2 separate regions of the Salmo salar genome follow, and region 1 is linked to region 2. Evidence: chromatin contacts called from public Hi-C data. All regions are on one chromosome and are shown on one strand. The core of a region is the stretch at or near the end of the contact, and the rest is flanking DNA. Distances in the headings are between cores, read along the strand shown.

Region 1 (7,062 bases), core at 1,910-4,409, 47 kb before region 2:
GAGATATCCCTCTTGTTCTCTGAGATTATGCTCTTTAGCGTTGTGTCCAGGTGGTTCTTCTGGTCCAACAGGAAGTTCTGCTCCTGAAGCACAGGAAACAGGACGTGATGAGACGTTAGCATTTGAACTGGATATAGAGGTCAGTGTTCGAGGGAAAGAGAAAGCAGCTTGTGTTTACCTCCGTTTGCTTCATCTGTGTAAAGCTGTTCATTCTCTGTTTCATGGCGTCTTTCCGGGTCTTTCTGGGGAGCTTCTCAACCTCATTCTTCACCTGGAAAAATGATTGTAAAATCCATGGACTTAATATTAATAACAATACCTCCTTCATTTTTAAACTAATCACCCAGACGCTTGATACACACACACACACACACACACACACACACGTAAGGACTTTTTGGGGAGCAACAATTGATTCCAACCCCTAAGCCAGACAGCGCCATTTTACAAGTGAGATCCTCACTTTTCTGAATTTGAGTTGGTTTAAGTATAGTTAAACGTGTACACACACACATATTCTCTCTCGCTCCCTCCTCTCACCTCCTTCTTCTTGTGCTTCATCTGCTCCTGGAACTTGGTGTAGTCGTGGTCCTGTTCGGAGCGGATGCGTTTGGTCTCGTCCCTGAGCCTCACGGTGTGGTCCGTCTCCATCTTCTCGATGGTCTGCTTCTGGTGCTTCTCCAGGGTCTCCAGCTCCGTGTCATAGTACTTCTTCTTCACCTGGGAGGAGCAGAGAAAGTAATTGAACACGTTCACCATGAAATAAACCCATCACCATATTTATATCATAAGTAGCCATGATCCTGGTCATCCAGATGGGCTGGAAGGAGTTAGAGCGGAGAGGTTACTGTGGAAAAATGTACATTTTATTTTTATATAATTTGTAAAATGTGAAAAAAGGGTATCAGAGATAATATCCCACATTTAATAATAAAAAAGTATTCTTATTATTATTCTTACGTGGGTGTTATTTATTTGTTAATTGACAGACATGACAAAGGTTTTCTTCGTCTTATATTTCTCTTGGCGAGGGGGGATGGAGAAAAAGGATTCCGTTAGACAGCTATCCAACGGGAGATTGACACGACGCGGCAGGGGGGGGACGTTGCCACGACAAGGTGGGGGGGGGGACGTTGCCACGACAAGGCGGGGGGGGACGTTGCCACGACAAGGCGGGGGGGGGACGTTGCCACGACAAGGCGGGGGGGGACGTTGCCACGACAAGGCGGGGGGGGCGACGTTGCCACGACAAGGCGGGGGGGGGACGTTGGCACGACCAGGCGGGGAAGGGGGCGACGTTGGCACGACCAGGCGGGGAAGGGGGGACGTTAGCACGCGACCAGGCGGGGAAGGGGGGAACGTTGGCACGACCAGGCGGGGGAAGGAGACGCCGCAGGGGGGGGACGTTGCCACGACAAGGCGGGGGGGGGGACGTTGCCACGACAAGGCGGGGGGGGGGAGACGTTGGCACGACAAGGCGGGGGAGGGGGGACGTTGGCACGACAAGGCGGGGAAGGGGGGGGGGACGTTGGCACGACAAGGCGGGGAAGGGGGGGGGGACGTTGGCACGACAAGGCGGGGAAGGGGGGGACGTTGGCACGACAAGGCGGGGAAGGGGGGACGTTGGCACGACCAGGCGGGGAAGTGGGGGGACGTTGGCACGACCAGGCGGGGAAGTGGGGGGGGGGACGTTGGCACGACCAGGCGGGGAAGTGGGGGGGACGTTGGCACGACAAGGCGGGAAGGGGGGGGGACGTTGGCACGACAAGACGGGGGGGACGTTGGCACGACCAGGCGGGGAAGAGGGACGTTGCCACGACAAGGCGGGGGGGAGCGGGGACGTTGCCACGACCAGGCGGGGAAGGGGGGACGACGTTGCCACGACAAGGCGGGGAAGGGGGGGACGACGTTGCCACGACAAGGCGGGGAAGGCGGGACGTTGGCACGACAAGGCGGGACGTTGGCACGACAAGGCGGGACATTGGCACGACCTGGCGGGGAAGTGGGGGGACGTTGGCACGACCAGGGCGGGACGTTGGCACGACCGGTCGGGGACGTTAGCGACGACAACGGGACGGGGACGTTGCCACGACCGGGCGGGGACGTTGGCACGACAAGGCGGGGACGTTGGCACGACCGGTCGGGACGTTGGCACGACCGGGCGGGACGTTGGCACGACCGGGCGGGACGTTGGCACGACCGGTCGGGACGTTGGCACGACCAGGCGGGACGTTGGCACGACCGGGCGGGACGTTGGCACGACCAGGCGGGACGTTGGCACGACCAGGCGGGACGTTGGCACGACCAGGCGGGGAAGTGGGGGGACGTTGGCACGACAAGGCGGGGGGGGACGTTGGCACGACAAGGCGGGGGGGGGACGTTGGCACGACAGGGACGGGTTGATGTGATAGTAGTGTGTGGGTGTTAGTGTGAACTCAGGGAGTCCCTCAAAATAAACAGAGTAAGAGAGCTAATATCATTGTGTTGGTGTGGATGGAGGAAGGAGGAATTCTGGGATTTCTTCCATTAGTGGTGGGAGGTAAAGGAAGACCATGGTGTGTGTCAGAGACTTCTATCAGTGCAAACACTAAATCAGGGGTGTGTGTGTGTGTGTGTGTGTGTGTGTGGTATGTGTAGACCTACGTTCATCTCCTGGTCGAAGCGTCGCTGCATTTGCTCTCTTTGAGCGTCCAGCTTGGTGTTGAGTAAGGCCTGAGCACGGTGCTCCTCCTTCTGCAGCAGACGCAGGTCCCGCAGCTCCTGACGCCTGCGCGGGCACACACACACACAGTTCAAATATTCTTACTGTCATAGGTCTTGACCTTCACGTACTTTGACAGTAAAAACACTGGGAGATATGACATTGCCTAAAAAGACTTGGAGGCAAATAATGCATCAAAGATCAAATAAACAGTCGGTCACAACATTGTAGACTGAATCAGTTATAAGCACCATGACACAAAAGCTTCTTTCATATTAGAAGACAGAATATATTGTCTCCATGAGATAAGAGGAGAGTTCAGGCAATAGCCTTGCTCCCTCCATGACAACAGAGAGCTTAGAGATGAGAGGAATCTAAGTGTGTGAGTGACAGTGTCTGAACCATAGATTGAACTGATGAACCAACACAGGGTGTAGTGTCACATTATCACCACTAGATAGCAGTGAGAACACTAGGCTACTGGCTCAAGGTCTTCAAATCAGGCACAATGACTGTTCAGGACACTGTGAACTCTGATTGTGAACCTCTTCATTTCCAGATTAACTATGTTGTCGATTGGGGGGATTTAGGGTGTCATAATAGTCATGTGAAATAGTGAAATATTTGTCCCATAAAAAAACAGTGACTGGTACACATTGTGTTTACTAGTAAATTAAATATATTATCACTGTTAAGGAAGGATTGTGATAAATCCCTATCACTAAGGAATATAGAATGTTCCATGCCATGTTGTTCACACGACTCACACTGATCTGTGGCCATTGTCTCATCTATTGACATTTGCAATTTTTCAGCTGAATTCTTTTCTGATGACGTCTAGCCACTTGTTGCTGTCACAAAGCTCCTCTTGTGTATTTGTGCACTGATCTCAAAGGGAAAAGAGCAGACCAGGATGCCCAAAATAGTCTGTTTACTTTAGGGACATCCGAACACGGCCCAGGCTCTCAACAACTCAGTGTACCAGAGATCCTGTTTTATACAGAGAGACGGAGTAGACCCGGCCCTTTTTCCTGACCTTGATTCAGGGAGAAAACAAGAAGGGTTTACCAGGAAGCAGTGAGACTTGCCTGAGAAACCTCATCTCTTCATCTTTCTTCTCATCGTCACTGATGATCTTGGATGTGGTCACACTGACCTGCACGCCGTCGATGACAAACTTCCTGGTGCGCTTCAATGTCTTATTGGAGAAGCGAGAGTCCTGGGGGGAGGGAGTACTTTAACTTTTTGCACATCGTTACAACACTGTATACAGACATTTGAAATGTGTGCGAGTGTAATATTTACTGTTCACTTTTTATTGTTTGCAATAAAGCCCCTTGAAAATGAGAGAGACTTGCAATAAAGCCCCTTGAAAATGAGAGAGACGGAGAGATGGAGGTAGAGGTAGAGAGTGATTAAAGAGGCTACTATATAGAGTGAGGCTTTGTGTGTTTAGTGTCACAATTGGGTGACTGACTGCAGCAGTGTTGTTTACACCGTTAAGACCATTTTTAAATCAGGAAATATAGTCCGCTTCATGTTTTGTTTCCTTTCCTTGAAACATGAGAACACCACACTAGTGTCTTTAAAGGAGAAGGTGGTGAATGGAGAACACTGTACAGCCTGCCTGCCAGTTGACAGGAAAGAGCAGTACTTGTGTAAGACTATGTGATCCTGCTGGGCATGTTCCTCTATAATCACACTGCTCTGCTGCACAGGGAGGGAGAGCCAAGCAGGAAGTGAAATTCTCTCTGACAACAGAGCTCTGTCAACCCCCAATACAGTACAAAGATAGACAGGCTCCACACTGGTTCTTACTGGGTCAGACCTACTCCTGACTCTCCCCAGGAAGAGTAGCACGACCCTGGGTGACACGGCTACCTTTCAAAATTCTTAGTGGAAATAATAATCATCCTATTGATGAAAAATGAAAGTGTATAGGGCCAGCTGAACAAACTCTGTTCTCTACATCTCTCACCAGAGAAGTAAACATGTCCTGCTGTAGCCATTCTAAACCTTTGACAGAGACACTGTGTGTGTGTGTACATACTGTGCGTATGTACGTGAACAAGTGAGCACACATCCAGTGTTCTCAGAGGGCCCAGGGGTCTGTACCAGCAGCAGCAGCTCAGCTGGGGCCTCTCATTTTGGCTATAGCCTCCCTCCCTGTGATCTCTCATACATCTCCATTCATAAACCCCTGGTCCTCCTGACCTGCCCATCTCTCCTGAACACAACCTCACACTTACTGTTACTGGGGATAACACAAAAATCCCATTAATTTAGCCCAGTGTGGAGAAAAGACATATCACAAACGGAACACAAGTCCAACAATGAATAGAACTCCAGTGATGGCCAGTCCATAAACAACCAGAAACTCCCCTGTGAACAATGAATAGAACTCCAGTGATGGCCAGTCCATAAACAACCAGAAACTCCCCTGTGAACAATGAATAGAACTCCAGTGATGGCCAGTCCATAAACAACCAGAAACTCCCCTGTGAACAATGAATAGAACTCCAGTGATGGCCAGTCCATAAACAACCAGAAACTCCCCGGCAACAACGGCCGCATAGAAACGACATCCACAATTCTGAATGCTGAATAAAGCCATTGGTCATAATGAATGGAAAATGGAGTCACATTAGATCAAACAGACTTGGCATTAAAGGATGGATGTGTCCATTTCCCAGAGAACAGTAGTTTGATTCAATCTCAGAGCCTTTTTTGCTAGAAATGCAGCTGTTTTGTTTTTTTTTACTTAAAAATATCAGCTTGAAGTCAGTGGAGTTCCACTGCTTGACAAGATCCAAAATGGATGAATTCAGGTTATGGATAGTTTAAAAAAGGGGCAATCTGCAGTTGCTACATCCATTTGTGGACTTATCAATGAATGATATGTACCCATTGATTCTTGAAGAATATAACTTAGAAATGCTTCATGAGCTTAGTTCAGCTGTCATGCCCCATCAGAACCAAAAATATAAGCTTGTTTAAAGAAAGTACATTTAAACAAACACTGTAGCCTCAAAACATGGTTAAAACTATAATGTTGATATCATGGATGATCAGTCCTTGCATCCATAGCTCTGTCAGTGAGCCCCATCCCTCAGCTTTTTACCCAGAAAGCGTAGGCAGGACGCTTCATTATTGTTTCAAATGCTGATTTCTGCTTTAAAGCTGCACTATGCAGAAATCGCTACTCCATTTTCTGGTTGCTAAAATTCTAATAGTTCGCTTAATTTCAGGTTATGTAACAAAACAAGTATAGTGTAGAGAATCATTGTACCATGTAAACCGCTGTGAAATATATTTTACATAACCAAAAATATTATTTTCAGCAGTTTGAAGCTGGTGTACAAAACCGAAAGTAAAAGATGCAAAAACGAAACTTAATGAGAAGCATAGAAATAGTGCACATAGAACAGATCTATCATTTCTTTGACTTCCTTTGAATGAGAATGACAGATCTATAACGCACATTTCTATTTGAATATGGACAGGGCACCCTGGTGAGATTTTTTTTATAGAATGACTGTGGTAAGGTCACTTCTGGTGACTTTAAAAGGACATGGGGCAGAGAGCAAAATGAGCACAACTCACTTCCTGCAATTCTACACATTTTGCCATAGAGTGGAGAGAAATGTTTCCAATTTTTAATATGATATCTGAGTGACACTGACTTACTAAATCAAAATGGGCCCCCTGGCCGATAAGTTGACCATGAGAACAAGTTTAGATAGCTGGCCTTTAACTAACTTAGCAATCAAAAAATACTGGCATGTGACTATCAGGGACTGACATAAAAAGCGAAAAACTGTTGATGCACAACCAAATTTCAAAATTCTACTATTCTGACTCGCAACAAGTAAGTTGAGACCTCGACTGAGTTCCTAAAATTGACCCGAGGGGCATCAAAAGGAGACAGCCAGTTGCCCATCCCTGCTCTACTCCATCATAGCATCTTTGAAATAGTCATTTTTTTTCTCTTTAGAAGTTCAGGTTTAACCAGTTTCATCTTGATGAAGAATGCCAAACATGTGAAAGTATAACTAAAGCTTCCCTAAGGCTAATTATCTCCAGATCTTGAATAAAGTAACATAACAAAACTGAAGCTTACTCACTAGTGTTTCCAGTGATTATGTTAATGAGAACTCAACAGCCTCTGCATACTCAGGTGTTAACCGTGGAATGTGTTAACCATGTCCACAGGTAGCCATTGTTATGTAAAGTGCCGCCCAGGGAAGTCCCAGCGGTCTCGCCCCAAGTCAGAGCACGTACGCCAAGGCCATAGCTCAGTAAGCCACTGGAGCCTAGCCGTGGAAATAATCATACAAAAGTTAAAAAGTCATAGACTTTTT
Region 2 (7,235 bases), core at 1,444-3,943:
ATCATTTCTTTATATCAGGGTGGCTCATGCCACATGGTTTTTGCTCACATGCCGGTTTAAAACGTGTGTGCACTGTGCACTGGCCCAACCTAACTTCTTCCAATGGCCCCCAAAGTCAAAGGCACTCACTGTACTACACTGGGAATGAGCAAATACTTCTCCCGCCATGTTGCAAAGTGGGGGCTAAAAGAACCAGATTAAATAGCGATCCTAACACAAAACTAGAGTTGAGTTTGGACGAAGCGAACAGGGAAGGCTAGTAGTGGGGTGTCCTGGGGGATCCAAATGGAGCCCAGTTAAGACAACAGCACAACAGGAGTTGATCTGTCTATAATGGGCTTCTTTTTTTTGGTTAGCTTATTAATTCTACCATTTAAAAAAATTAGTAAAATCAGTGAGGATAACACACAAAAACACTTATTTCCATTGTGGTCCTCTTGAGACAAGATGTCAAGGCAAGATGGAACAGGGTTAAACACAGTATGACAGCGAGATAATAAACATAAAAACAAAGAAGGACCTCCATCTCATCATTGCAGTTACATTGTATGGTACATTCATATTGGCACAGAAGACAAACAGTTTTTTTTAAAGCTGCCCAGAGAGGATGTTGTTTTTATGCGCAGAGGCAACTCATTAGATCAGAGTGTGCTGCCCATCAAAAGAAAGTAATCTCTCTCAAAGTTCACAAGTAGTGAAAATAATCAGCACAAAAGAACATTCAAATATTATCATTCAAGTTGTAGTCTAGCATCAAAATGATTATGAAGTTAGTGATGAGAGGTGACAGGTTAAATGTGCATTGAACTGTGCAAATCCAGGAACTCCCTACTGTGTGTCCCTCAGCACTTTGTGAAATGTTCATGTATTCAAGACATTTCTCCTTCTGCCAGTCCAAACGTTCAGGGTGTGCTAAGTAACCATCTCTTACTCTTGATGATAACGAAAACCCACATGACACTTGTTCACATCAGAAAACTGAGTAAGCTACTTGTAGCACTGCCTTCACAGCTAGTGGTCTTCATATCAGAAAGCGACGATGGCAAGTGTACACCAACAGGAAACTAACAAATCACCTAGTTCATAGGAACTAGTAAGACCTGTAAGTAAGCAGGTCAGAATGCATCATTTGGTGATGGGCCAATTTAATACTGTAGGGAAAAAAACTAAAACAATCAAATAACTTAATTTGCTGACATGGAAACATCTGGTCCAAGTGGCAACATGAATAAATCTGATGTCACAAGCATTGGTATTTATGATACGCTGTGGATCATGCTAATTTGCTCACTCAGATTAACTAAATACTTCAAAATGGGTTGACATGGCTACAGAAAGAGCAGAATAAAGTCATTTTAAAATGTCATTCAGAATTAGGGCACAGAATGTTGCTGGTAGTATGCATTTCAAAGGCAGATGAAAGTCTCTGAAATTGCGTAAGTCTACTCCTATATTTGCATATACACTTTTTCCCCTGAGATTGATAAACCACGTTGTTTGAGATGGATACATGAGTGAACTGGTTTTGACAGCCCAAACAAGAAAAATGCCATAATTGCCAGCACAGCACATCTGTTTTCATATAATTGTGTGTTGCCTACAAATAATTTATAGGCTGACAAATAGGCAGAGGTACTATCAGGGGAGTCATGCACCCCACAAATCCGAGGGGGCACAAAGTATGTGAGGATGGCTTGGGGGTGGACCAGAGGGGGGCTAAGCCTGACCATAGATTGGAGAATGTTGCTAGTCTAACTTGATTGATAGCCTGAAATGACTTCTTGGTATCTAGTTAGGAGGTTAGGAGATTGGGAACTATCTGAGCTAACTTCATAAAATTGCTAGGTGGCTAGTAATATTACAAGCAACATTTATTTTATTTTATTATAAATACAAATTAAAAAATGTTAAGTTTGATGACCGGGGACGTGCCGCCTATGGGCTAGCAGATTCAACTGAAATGGAGTGGCGCCTACCCTCAGTGCGCAACAACGTGCCCATGATCACCTCTTTGAAGTCATACAAAATTATATGGTTTTATAAACATAATAGCTTATTGAAACAAACCCAGAATGCTTACCTTGTAAACTTTTCCAAACGCTCCATCACCCAATTCTCCGATAATTTCCCATTGGTCATTAGGATTGATGTCTCGATGAACGTGTTCATATTGCTTTGCCTTCTTTTTTATGTCAAAAGAAGACAAGCGAAGTATTTGGCTCAATTTAGCAAAAGCCATAGTTTCACCGCAAAATGTAATAAAAGTTTCTGAAGAAAGCAATTATTTTGAGACTCACTCAATCGTGTTCAACCAAAGAAGTATTCGTACAAAAAAACGACCTGATCTCTAGAAGCACGCACCCAACATTTTTCACACCTTTCAAGTAAGACAATAAGCCTTCAGTTCATATCAGTCCACGCGTTGTCATAAAACAACTTCATATTCCATATTCATTCACAGTGATTGTCCACTTCCACACGGTGACCACCTGCTGCAGCAGAGTTACCGAGGATAAATTGTTGCTTCGATGTAAAAAGACAAGCCCCACCCTGTCGCTCCCGCGGCCGTAATGTAAATGTCGTTTTCTATGTCCACATCCGTTATGTTTACGCACGAAATATGTAGTTGGAAGAACTTCACGTCCCAGTTTAGATATATAGGCGTGAAGTTTTTCAGTTACCACCCATTGCATGTGGCCACTGACAGGTGATCGAAGTTAGGACACAGTTTACACAGCAAGCCCAATTATTATATTTTTCCCACTAATTGATCTTTTGACCAATCACATCAGATATTTTCACATCAGATCTTTTTTCAGAGCGAGATCTTTTTTTGGAGCTGATCTTATTGGTTTGCCTTTTTAAACGCAGACAAGGATATATTTTGGTGCACTCTACAGCCCACAAGCGCCACTAGGTGGCATTTAATCATAGTACTGGTACATCAGCAGCACATACCGTCTGTTGTGGTCTTCTGGGTCTTGCCATTATGTGGTCCCTTTGGTCGTTTTTACACTATAATTCGCAAGGCTATTTTATATTTGATGAAATAAACTAATTCTGCCGTCCAGAAAGTTACGTTTTGTGAAGTCATATCACATCTGGAACGATGGATGATGGATCATACAGTGTATCATATTAGGATGTCTTATTAAAATAATTTCAGCCCAGGAAGAAACAAACAAGCACAACATTTAGGCTTCAACTCAAACCCAGGCTTTCATAGATAGCAAGCAGCCAAGCACATCAATGTAACATAAACATGTCGTCAATGTACTTTTATTTGTAGGCTAAGGTACTTTTTTGCAAAGTAATTTGTCAAAGAAAACGTACAATGTCATTAAATCTGTTTGAATTCCCCATTGCAGGGTTTTGCATTGTACACAGTAATAACCAACTATCTCTCTCTCTTCCTCTTTCTCTCCCTCTTTCTCTCCCTCTCTCTCTCTCCCTCTCTCTCCCTCCCATCAAACAGTGGCATTGTCATTTCCGGCTCCAGCTCATCGGCGGGCGGTCCAAGGCTCTACAGTCATCAGTGGTGAACACCAGCTCCTAAACACAGAGATATGAGGCGTGTGAGTGCCAGTGCCCTAAAATGCACCAGTAAATACAAAAACCCAGTATTCAGTGCAAGGACTATGACGCAACATGAGGAAAGTGACTTAACAAAGAGCATACAACTATTATGTCATTTCAGAGGATATGAGAGTATTGATTTTCTGAAAGGTCATTTAACTTTATGCATTTCCTTGACCAAATACAGTAGAATGGCAAAAAATCCCAGAGAACAGAATGTACTTTCAATCATTTGTATCAGGATGCTCACTATTTTGACCCATAATAGTACTATCTTTATGTGTTATTACTGAGCTTTGTTATGGTTCTCCTCTGTTTCCCCATTCTGTTTCATGGAGTCTGAATGACAGGGAGCCTAGATCAAGGGCTAGTCTGTCTGTGAATGCTAGTCGTCGCTCTCTTACCCCGTGACACCTCTGGGACATGATCATGTGCAGTTGCCTGACCGCGAGACCCACCACGCGCACTTTCCTGGTGTAAGCACAGCGCATTTCACGCAAGCCGTCCACCAGAAACACGTACTGCCTCATCTTCGGTATGATGCAAGCGTTCTGTCAAGATGAATATCATTTCTGTTCTTATGTTGCAGACCAACAATGATCAGGAGTAGAAATCAGTTAACTTTTCGGCAATCTCAACATCAGGGAAATGTATTTAATGAAACAGAGACAATAGTGATCTCAAAAGTACACAGTGAAAACTGCAACAATACTTTCCACAATGCCATAGTCATACTTACATGTACATCTAGGTAGAGATGTGGGATGTGCGCCATGCAACGCCTCTGGGAAACACAGAGAGAAATTAGGCATACTCCACTGCAATCAGTGCTCAGTCCCTCTATGGTAAGTGACTTACAGTTTCAGGTTCCATCTTGATCATCGCTGCCTGATGGGTGAGGTCTCGAGCCATACTCAACACCTTAGTGTAGCATGTCGGTGGGTTAGGGTAGCATAGGACCAGTGCTACCAGTGAAAGTGCTAGTAGTGTGTGTCCTAAAATGGCCATAGCTGATAGTTCACAGTGAAACACACAAGGAGGGCCTTTATATAACCAGGTAGGAATCCTCTAATGATATGTTACTATCTTAAGACAATTACACACTAGAATGTTTTTGGTTTCCTTTGTTGTTGTTGTTGTTGTTGTTAGATTCTCTGCTCTAATTTGTGTTGAAGGGGGGAGATTACACACACACACACACACACACAATTGAACAATAAAGTTGCTTAAATCATTACTCACCGAAGTCTTTGTTAATGTTATGTGGTTCTACCTCCTGGCTTTAGGAGTAGCATGCCTGCTTAGGGGAAAGGAAAAAATGTGTACTTATTGTTTACTGTATGTGTAATTCTGTGGTGATGTTGAGGAGGACGGTGACCATTATACTAAAGTAAACACAGTAATTCCAGAACAGAATGGTGAAAAAGCGGTGGATGCTATCCCTGACTGGGACTTGAACCAAGGTCCAGCGACTTTCAAGCCAACACCTTAACCGTCACGCCAAGAGGTCCAAACCCCTTGATGAGGTTGCTAGGTGTTGACCAAACCCCTTTCTTCAGGAGAGTGTGTCCCCACGCTTTTCCATACCAAGTGCCTCATATGTACACACCTCTCCAATGGCCTCACGAGCACTATCCCACTTCTGACACCTGTGTAGCGTATTCAAGGAGTTTCAAACCCAGGTCCAGCAACTGTTAAGCCAACACGTTACCTGTTATGCCAGGAGGTCTGAACCCCTTGATACGGTCGCTAGGTGTTTGATTAACGTCACAACAATATTTACCAATCACATAATTTTTATTTTGTATAGCCATTATGATTGGTCCCTGAACCCATTTTAAAATGTATAAAATGATCTTACATTTTCACTCTGGAATTTTATAACCTGATGGTGGCCGAAACGCACACGATGGTTTTACTTTGGCTACATTTCCTCTTCCCTTCAGTTTACTCAATTCATGCACTTTGATTGGAGCCTATCAGGCTTCACCCCAAACAAAATAAAACATTGGACAAATCTGACACCAAATGAAGTATGGTTTTCCTAAATGACATTCCTTTAGGATACATTTTTTGGAGAGATTGTCCAGCTATTACAAGCTGAATCTTTTGGATGACATCCATACTAAATGAATATTCCCATACAAATGAATTAAACATGTCAGTATGTTGATGCAGGAATTCTGAGAAGAACAATGTATGTTCCCTAGTCATCTTTTATTTGCATATTGAGCAATGTTATACAAAGGAAAGGGAAGTTTCCAAGAACAACAGTCTCAAACTCATTGTGTGGGGGTAACTATAGGCCTATGTAGGTGTATAGCTATATAATATTATGCTAATGTTATCATTGTGAAAGCATTGAGAACAGTATGCAAAAATGAACATAGCTGTCCATACACGATAAGGACTAGCTGTCATGGGTTAATTGAATTATATTTTTGAGAGCGCTATCCACTAGGTGGGGCTAATTTCACACACTACCTCTGTGTATGACTCCACTTCCAGGGAATCCTCTGTAGCTAGGGAGGCTCTTTTAAGGATCACACCCATCAAAATGGCTATCAGCACTGCAAGGGAGGACTCCTTCCTTCTATCCCTCCATTTTTTAAAGCTAATTTGATTATCTCTATGAAATGAAAAACCAAGACTTATATGTAAAAAAAATTAAATTAACTACAGACTACTTACAGTTTTGTAACAGTGCCCACGGGTGAATACTGATAAACAGCACAGTGAATACCAATAAACAGCACAGTGAATACCAAAAAACAGCACAGTGAATACCGATAAACAGCAGGTGTGGCATGATAGGGCATCATAATTCATCTAATCAAAAATATTATTTCTGATGTGCCAACTATTTAATGGTGATCTGGTCTGATTTTGATGAGTGCCAGTTGCCTGAGCAGTGGTGATTATAACATGTAAATCTTGGTGGGGCAAACAAACAAAAAAATTATAATGTAGATGCATGCCAGCAATTTGGGATTTCCAACTTGTTGTGTAATGTTTACGTCCAATGGCCGATGAGCACCGATACGTTTATCTATCATTTCTCTTCATATGACATGGATTGAAAAGGATTTTCCTGTAGATTGCCGACTTGATGCATGACGATGACTGCATGTCTAGCTTGCTAGCTAATATTTTGAAAGTATGATGTTGACATGATCAGCCCATAAAAGCTAAGGTAGATATAAGGTGATTTTAGGTCATTTTATCTGTGGCCAATGACCTTAAGCCTTCTTGGATGGGCACTTCTGTTTATTTATTTATTTAACCTTTATTTAACTAGGCAAGTCAGGAACAAATTCTTATTTACAATGATGACCTACCCCGGTCAAACCCTAATGACGCTGGGCCAATTGTGTGCCACCCTATGGGACTCCCAATCACGGCTGGTTGTGATACAGCCTGGAATCAAACCAGGGTCTGTAGTGACACCTCTAGCACTGAGATGCAGTGCCTTAAACCGCTGCACCACTCGGGAGCCCTAATGTAAGTTTATGGTTGCACCCAAGGGCCTTGAATTTTCTATCTCTACCCGTACATTTTGTGGCGACGTAGTGTCCCCATGAGTGACAGAACACTGAGCCAATCACAGTGCAACTAGAGAGCATTACCAACCCCTACGCTCCGTATATTCCGCTGGCTGC

Evidence for each region. A called contact is a pair of places that touch in the nucleus more often than the background predicts.
Region 1: a contact with region 2 is called in a Hi-C map of gill, with 6 times the contacts expected there. The contact joins the enhancer-like site here to the promoter of stk10 in region 2. A contact is called at or near these places in 3 of 3 Hi-C or Micro-C datasets (blood, gill and muscle).

The regions. Positions count from the first base shown.
Region 1 is chrssa04:75,406,553-75,413,614 of Ssal_v3.1, reverse strand. It overlaps stk10 (serine/threonine kinase 10), which reads right to left. Exons shown (of 19, transcript XM_014198029.2): 10 at 3,790-3,920; 11 at 2,644-2,767; 12 at 541-720; 13 at 179-271; 14 at 1-83. Among protein-coding and RNA genes, the nearest start is that of stk10, 46 kb to the right of the region's middle. Within about 2 kb of position 3,159, at least 4 of the 13 cell types and tissues checked have an H3K27ac peak or open chromatin away from gene starts, as enhancers often do. A contact at or near this core is called in gill, where this site is marked.
Region 2 is chrssa04:75,359,320-75,366,554 of Ssal_v3.1, reverse strand. It overlaps stk10 (serine/threonine kinase 10), which reads right to left and starts at 2,693. Exons shown (of 19, transcript XM_014198029.2): 1 at 2,081-2,693. The coding sequence starts at 2,239. LOC106603842 (cytokine like 1) reads right to left here and starts at 4,593. Exons shown (of 4, transcript XM_014198028.2): 1 at 4,435-4,593; 2 at 4,316-4,360; 3 at 3,981-4,127; 4 at 3,253-3,552. The coding sequence starts at 4,584. The coding sequence ends at 3,484.